Linked DNA regions of Mus musculus: region 1 is linked to region 2. Evidence: chromatin contacts called from public HiChIP or PLAC-seq data. All regions are on one chromosome and are shown on one strand. Each heading gives the region's core, a stretch centred on a gene start, on an enhancer-like site or on the middle of the called end of the contact. The rest is flanking DNA. Distances are from core to core; before and after follow the strand shown. Region 1 has its middle 21 kb from the start of Gm40841. Region 2 overlaps 2610307P16Rik (RIKEN cDNA 2610307P16 gene).

What was found. HiChIP or PLAC-seq counts read pairs in DNA pulled down with a chosen protein or histone mark.
Region 1: a contact with region 2 is called in a BATF HiChIP or PLAC-seq map of CD8 T cells, with 10 read pairs. The contact joins two enhancer-like sites. A contact is called at or near these places in 1 of 15 datasets of contacts at CTCF or cohesin (CD8 T cells), 3 of 484 Hi-C or Micro-C datasets (CD8 T cells, the HPC-7 cell line and nephron progenitors) and 1 of 115 datasets of contacts at active chromatin or transcription factors (CD8 T cells).

The regions. Positions count from the first base shown.
Region 1 is chr13:28,441,179-28,443,878 of GRCm38.p6, forward strand. No RefSeq gene overlaps it. Among named protein-coding and RNA genes, the nearest start is that of Gm40841, 21 kb to the left of the region's middle. Within about 2 kb of position 1,258, at least 9 of the 459 cell types and tissues checked have an H3K27ac peak or open chromatin away from gene starts, as enhancers often do. A contact at or near this core is called in CD8 T cells, where this site is marked.
Region 2 is chr13:28,511,331-28,514,030 of GRCm38.p6, forward strand. The region is part of intron 7 of 2610307P16Rik (RIKEN cDNA 2610307P16 gene); the gene reads right to left. Among named protein-coding and RNA genes, the nearest start is that of Gm40841, 91 kb to the left of the region's middle. Within about 2 kb of position 1,446, at least 93 of the 459 cell types and tissues checked have an H3K27ac peak or open chromatin away from gene starts, as enhancers often do. A contact at or near this core is called in CD8 T cells, where this site is marked.

The DNA.
Region 1 (2,700 bases), core at 8-2,507, 70 kb before region 2:
TTTCTATGCAATAAACTGTACTCATGAACATAACAGCTTTCTTGAGCTCTGATTCTTCCAGAGAATGATCAACACAAACACAAAATGTGGATAATATACTCTGTAGGGTGATAGCACAATGGGAGAGAACACATGTAACTTAGTTTGATTTTCTGTCACTGAGATAAACATGACAAAATGCAATGTAGAAAGAAAGGATTCATTTGGCTCATACTTCCATATCATAATCATAATTGAGGGAAGTCAGAACAGTAACTCAAGGAAGTTGTTTTTCTCAAAAGCATGGATAAAAGTTGCTTGCTGGCTTGTTCTCTGGTTCATCCACTAGCTCATGTTCAGCTACCTTCTTTATCCACCGCAGGCCCGTCTGTCTAGTGATGATGCCACCCACAATGGACTTGTCCTTTCCATGTCAATTGTCTGTCAATCAAGAGAGTCTCTCACGAATACAATCACAGGCTAATTTGACTATTGCCATACAAATTGGTCTATAGTCCAATTGAAATTGCCTTTGATAACTCAAGTTGACCACTGAAGCTAACTAGAGCAAAAAGTGTTTGGGAAGAAGAGAGGTTTGAGGTAATATTTAGTAAGTGCATACAAATTCACATGTAAGTAGGACAGTGGGAGAAATTCCTACCATGTACAGTGATCTCCCAATTTGAGAGAGCAGGGTACCAATATACTGATAAAGATGACAGACATATCTAAGCAACGGGCATTATAGTAAACCCCACAGGCCAGGTCTGGTGGATCTAAACATGGGTGTAATGTTAAAATAAGAGGAAATGATGGAAAGTTTTGGTACAAAGAGAGATTAGGCCACCCTTTAAAATGAGTGTCATAGTGACAGCAGGGGACTTGCTGGGGGTGATGAGTAGATATAACAAAAATAGGGCCATCTCTTATGGAACTCCAGATATCAGCTAGCAGAATTCCTGGCTTACATGATGTCAGTGACAATGGAACTGCTGAGAAATGGAAGAATCTTAATGGAAATTTAGTTGACCTAACTAAATAACTGTGGTGGGAAACTGAAAGTGAGAGAAAGAAGGATCATGGCCGTGGTTTTGGAGCATGTGTGTGGCATCTATCTTTCTGACTTGTGAAAATGAAAGAATGGTGGTGTGGGGGTTTAAATAGGAATGGCCCCCATAGACTCATGTGTTTGAATGCTTGGTCCACAGTGGGTAGCACTACTAAGAGTTGTGGCTTTGTTTGAATAGCCTTGTTAGGGGAAGTGTGTCACTGTGAAGGTGGGCTTTGTGGTATTATAACCACAAGTATGGCCAGTGTTACACAGTCTACTTAGCACACAGTGCTATGGATCCAGATATAGAACACTCAGCTCTTCTCCAGCAACACATCTGCCTGCATGCTACTATGCTCTGCTATGATAATGGACTAAACCTCTGAAACTGTAAGCCAGCTGAATTAAATGTTTTCCTTTATAAGAGTTGTGCTCATGGTGTCTCTTCACAGCAATACAAACCCTAACTAAGACTGACAGTCTACTCAAAGATGAGACAATAATAGAGGTCCTATGTCTGCATGGCTTTTCAGTTGACCTGACTGCAGTGATGGGGAAATGAAAAAGAACACACACAGAAGGGGGACAGACTGAATGGGCCATGCACTCTGATGGAGACACACTAGCAACTGTCTGCAATCTTGGAGCATTTATTTTAAATATGTGAATTGAGGAGGCAGGTATAGAGCTGTAGGAGGAGATATAGAGGTAAAGAGCTGTAGGAGGAGGCAGGATTTCAGCTAATCTCAGTCAGTGGACTCTACAGAGTAACAGTCTCAGGTTGTAAACATGAGGAGGAGGAAGCTGTAGTTGGGATGTCTATACATACATCTGCTCACTAATCAAGGGAAGGATTTGTCTTTTTCCTGAGCCTGACCCTGGGGAGGCTTTGGGTCCTAGACATGACTTTGCACATGACAACAACACAAATTCATTCAGAACTTTGTCTGCTTCCCTCAGAGAGGTCAGATTCATTTTCTTTTACTAGTGATGAGGCACCAGAGCATGGTGCACTTGGTATTGGAAACTGAGTCAGAGTTCTGTATCAGTAGAGCTGATGGCAAAGATGTTCATAGATTGCAGAATATACAGTAGACTCAAATACAAGATTCACACACAAGTAAATAACCACAGCTGTACATTAAAGAAGCATGAGATGTGCTCATCATGGCTTTGAGTACCTTATATATAAGGATTAGTTTTAGCTTTACAAGAACTAGATGAAACAGGTATTTAATTAATCCAAAGTAAAATATAACAGAACACATGAAGTTCTTTGCACACATCACCCACTTTCTACACAGTAAAAATGTTTAACAAACACAAACTCGTTAAACAAATTGTGTTCAACCTCTTACAAAAACAAACAACCCTCTAAAAGTCACTCTGACTTTGACCATTTGTTTCAGTGTACTTGTGGGTTTGGTCACTGATGTTCTGCTTTTATCAATATACATTTGAGTCATATTTAATTAAATTTTAATGTAATGCTTATATTCTTATATCCAGGGACACATTAATCCCTCTCACAAATACAGAAGTGCATACAGATGCCATTGGATGTTATATAAAAAAGAACATCTTCAAGCAGACAGACACCTGTACTTAGCAAACCAATTAAATCTCTCTTACTCAGCAAGCATGGAAAGCCAAAGTGAAACAGAAACATC
Region 2 (2,700 bases), core at 196-2,695:
AGACGAAAGGATGGACCATCTAGAGACTGCCGCACCCGGGGATCCATCCCATAATCAGCCTCCAAACGCAGACACCATTGCATACGCCAGCAAGATTTTGCTGAAAGGACCCTGATATAGCTGTCTCCTGTGAAGCTTTGTCAGTGCCTGGCAAATACAAAAGTGGATGCTCACAGTCAGCTATAAGATGGAACACAGGGCCCCCAAGGGAGGAGCTAGAGAAAGTACCCAAGGAGCTAAAGGGGTCTGCAACCCTATAGGTGGAACAACAATATGAATTAACCAGTATCCCCAGAGCTCATGTCTCTAGCTACATATGTAGCAGAAGATGGTCTAGTCGGCCATCATTGGAAAGAGAGGCCCCTTGGTCTTGCAAACTTTATATGCCCCAGTACAGGGGAACACCAGAGCAAAGAAGTGGGAGTGGATGGGTAGGAGAGTGGGGGAGGGTATGGGGGACTTTCGGGGAAATACCTACTAAAAAATTGGGGGGGGGGGATGACAGGAAACTTTTACAGAAATTTCCATGAGCCACTATATTATACCAGGCCGCTGTCACCTGGATTAGACCGGGTCACTGTCACTTGGATCACACATGTGTTTCTTCTACCTTTTTAAAAATCATCTCCACCGTGTCATTGTCTTAGATTCTCACATTCTCTTTATCGCACAACCTGTAGAAGTTTGATTTTTAAACCTGGTTTGAGGTTATATGTGTGTATGCATAGACACCTGTGTATTTAAGTATCACACATAATCTACCCACAAGCATGTATACATATACACATGTGAAGATGGTCACGGGTCATATATGTAAGCACTGGTATGTGCTATGCATGTACAGATGATGGACTTATTTCTGTTTTGTTATACTGAGGAATGAGTCCAGGGTCTCAGGCCAGCTTGGCAAATGTGCTGCCACCGAACAGGCCTCCTAGTCCTCACTAATTTGATTTTTACTTTTTTTCATTTTGAGCCAGGGTCTCTCTCCACTGGTTCCTTAGGCTGGCCTCAATCTTGTGGTCCTCCCACCTCAGGCTACCAAGCACAAACAAACACATTTTTAAACCTTGTATTTGCTTCATTTATCTCAGTAAATCAGTGGTTTGCTTGATGAATAATTTTAAAGGGGTCTTTCCAGAAGGTACCACAGAAAGAAAACAAAGTAATATTTCCTTACAACTTCTGCGTTATAAATTTGAATGAAAGCTGAAATGGCAGAGGAGGCTAACTCAAGGGTAGGGGACCCACTCATTGTGTTTCAGAGGAAGAGCAGACTCGGGGGGAGAGGGGGGCTCTGCAGGGTGCAGCAGCCACAGCCCACACACCATCGTAACTGCCATTTGTGGGCACAGTGCCAGGGCATTGCCATGATCCTGTGTGCCTGCCTCACTCACGCACCTGCTTCAACGGTGTGAGCTCAGCCTGTGGGTTTCCCTTGATTGATGTTGGTATAACTGCTTTACACTCTGCGGGCGAAGGGAAGTGGGCTCTGCTCAAAGCAGTTTGTGGTGCCTCACACTTCCACTTGGTATCACACACAGAAGAGTGGGTTAATGAGAGAGAGAGAGAGACAGAGAGAGAGAGAGAGAGGGAGGGGGGCACATATAGCCTGACAGGCCTCCCCATGCTCTCAGAAGGACTAAGGAACACTGGACCTTAAAATAAAACCAAACAAACGGAGAGGCTTTGAAAACCAGGAAACAAGAAGCCTGTGAAGGAAGCATCTGTTGCTTTCACTCTGAAACAACACCGAAAGTGAAAAACATGTGTGTACACAAACACACACACACACACACACACACACACACACACACACACACACACACCTCCAGTGAGTAGGTCACTGACGTCACTATTTCCAGCTTTGCCTGGAGGCTTTGTTTTTTATTGACTAAACATATTTCATATTTTCCCAAACAACAACAATATTTACGGAATCATTCGGACTCTGAAAGAGAAGAAGTTTCTATTAGAGCACACTGCATGGCCTTTAGCAAACACTAAGGGCAGGCTACAGTAACGCCTCCCTCTCCCCGCATTGTAAGTCATTTTTGACCTTTTCGTAAAGGCCTCTTATTTTGAAAACCAATGTAAGCATCATCAAGAGTAAAGCTACTTGGTAGTCTGCATGGAGACCACTCAAGGAAGCTGGGTGTGCTGTCAAGGTTCCCAGATGACCCTGGAAGCTCCGAGTAGCTTCGATGTCTCCACTGCTCTTGCACTTCCATCTGTTCCTCTACTGAGAGACTTGGGGCCGTAACCATGATTTTAGAGACAGAGAAGAGGAGGAGGAGAGGAGGCAAGACCAATGACAAAGGAAATAAAGCAGAAAATACCTGCATATGCTACTGAAGTAGAAGCCATGGAGGAATGGCTGGGTTCAGCTCGGTGTGGAATGGGTATTTCTGAGTGACAGAAACAAAACGTGATCATGTCAGAGAACCAATCTAGATGACTTCTTAGCCTGAAATGTGCCATCGTGATCCCAACAAAAGGCTTACAAAAGGCTTGCCCTTCTCAAAGCCTCTTTCTTCATGAATTTCCCCTCTTTTATCACTGAGCTCAGAAACAATATGAGGTGGACATAGAAGGTTCTCAAACAATCCCCATAGCCAGATCATGGGGTGCTCAGTTGTAAGGTCCATGGGCCTCTCTCTATTCATTCATAATTTCTTTGGTCCAAAACAATGTTTACTC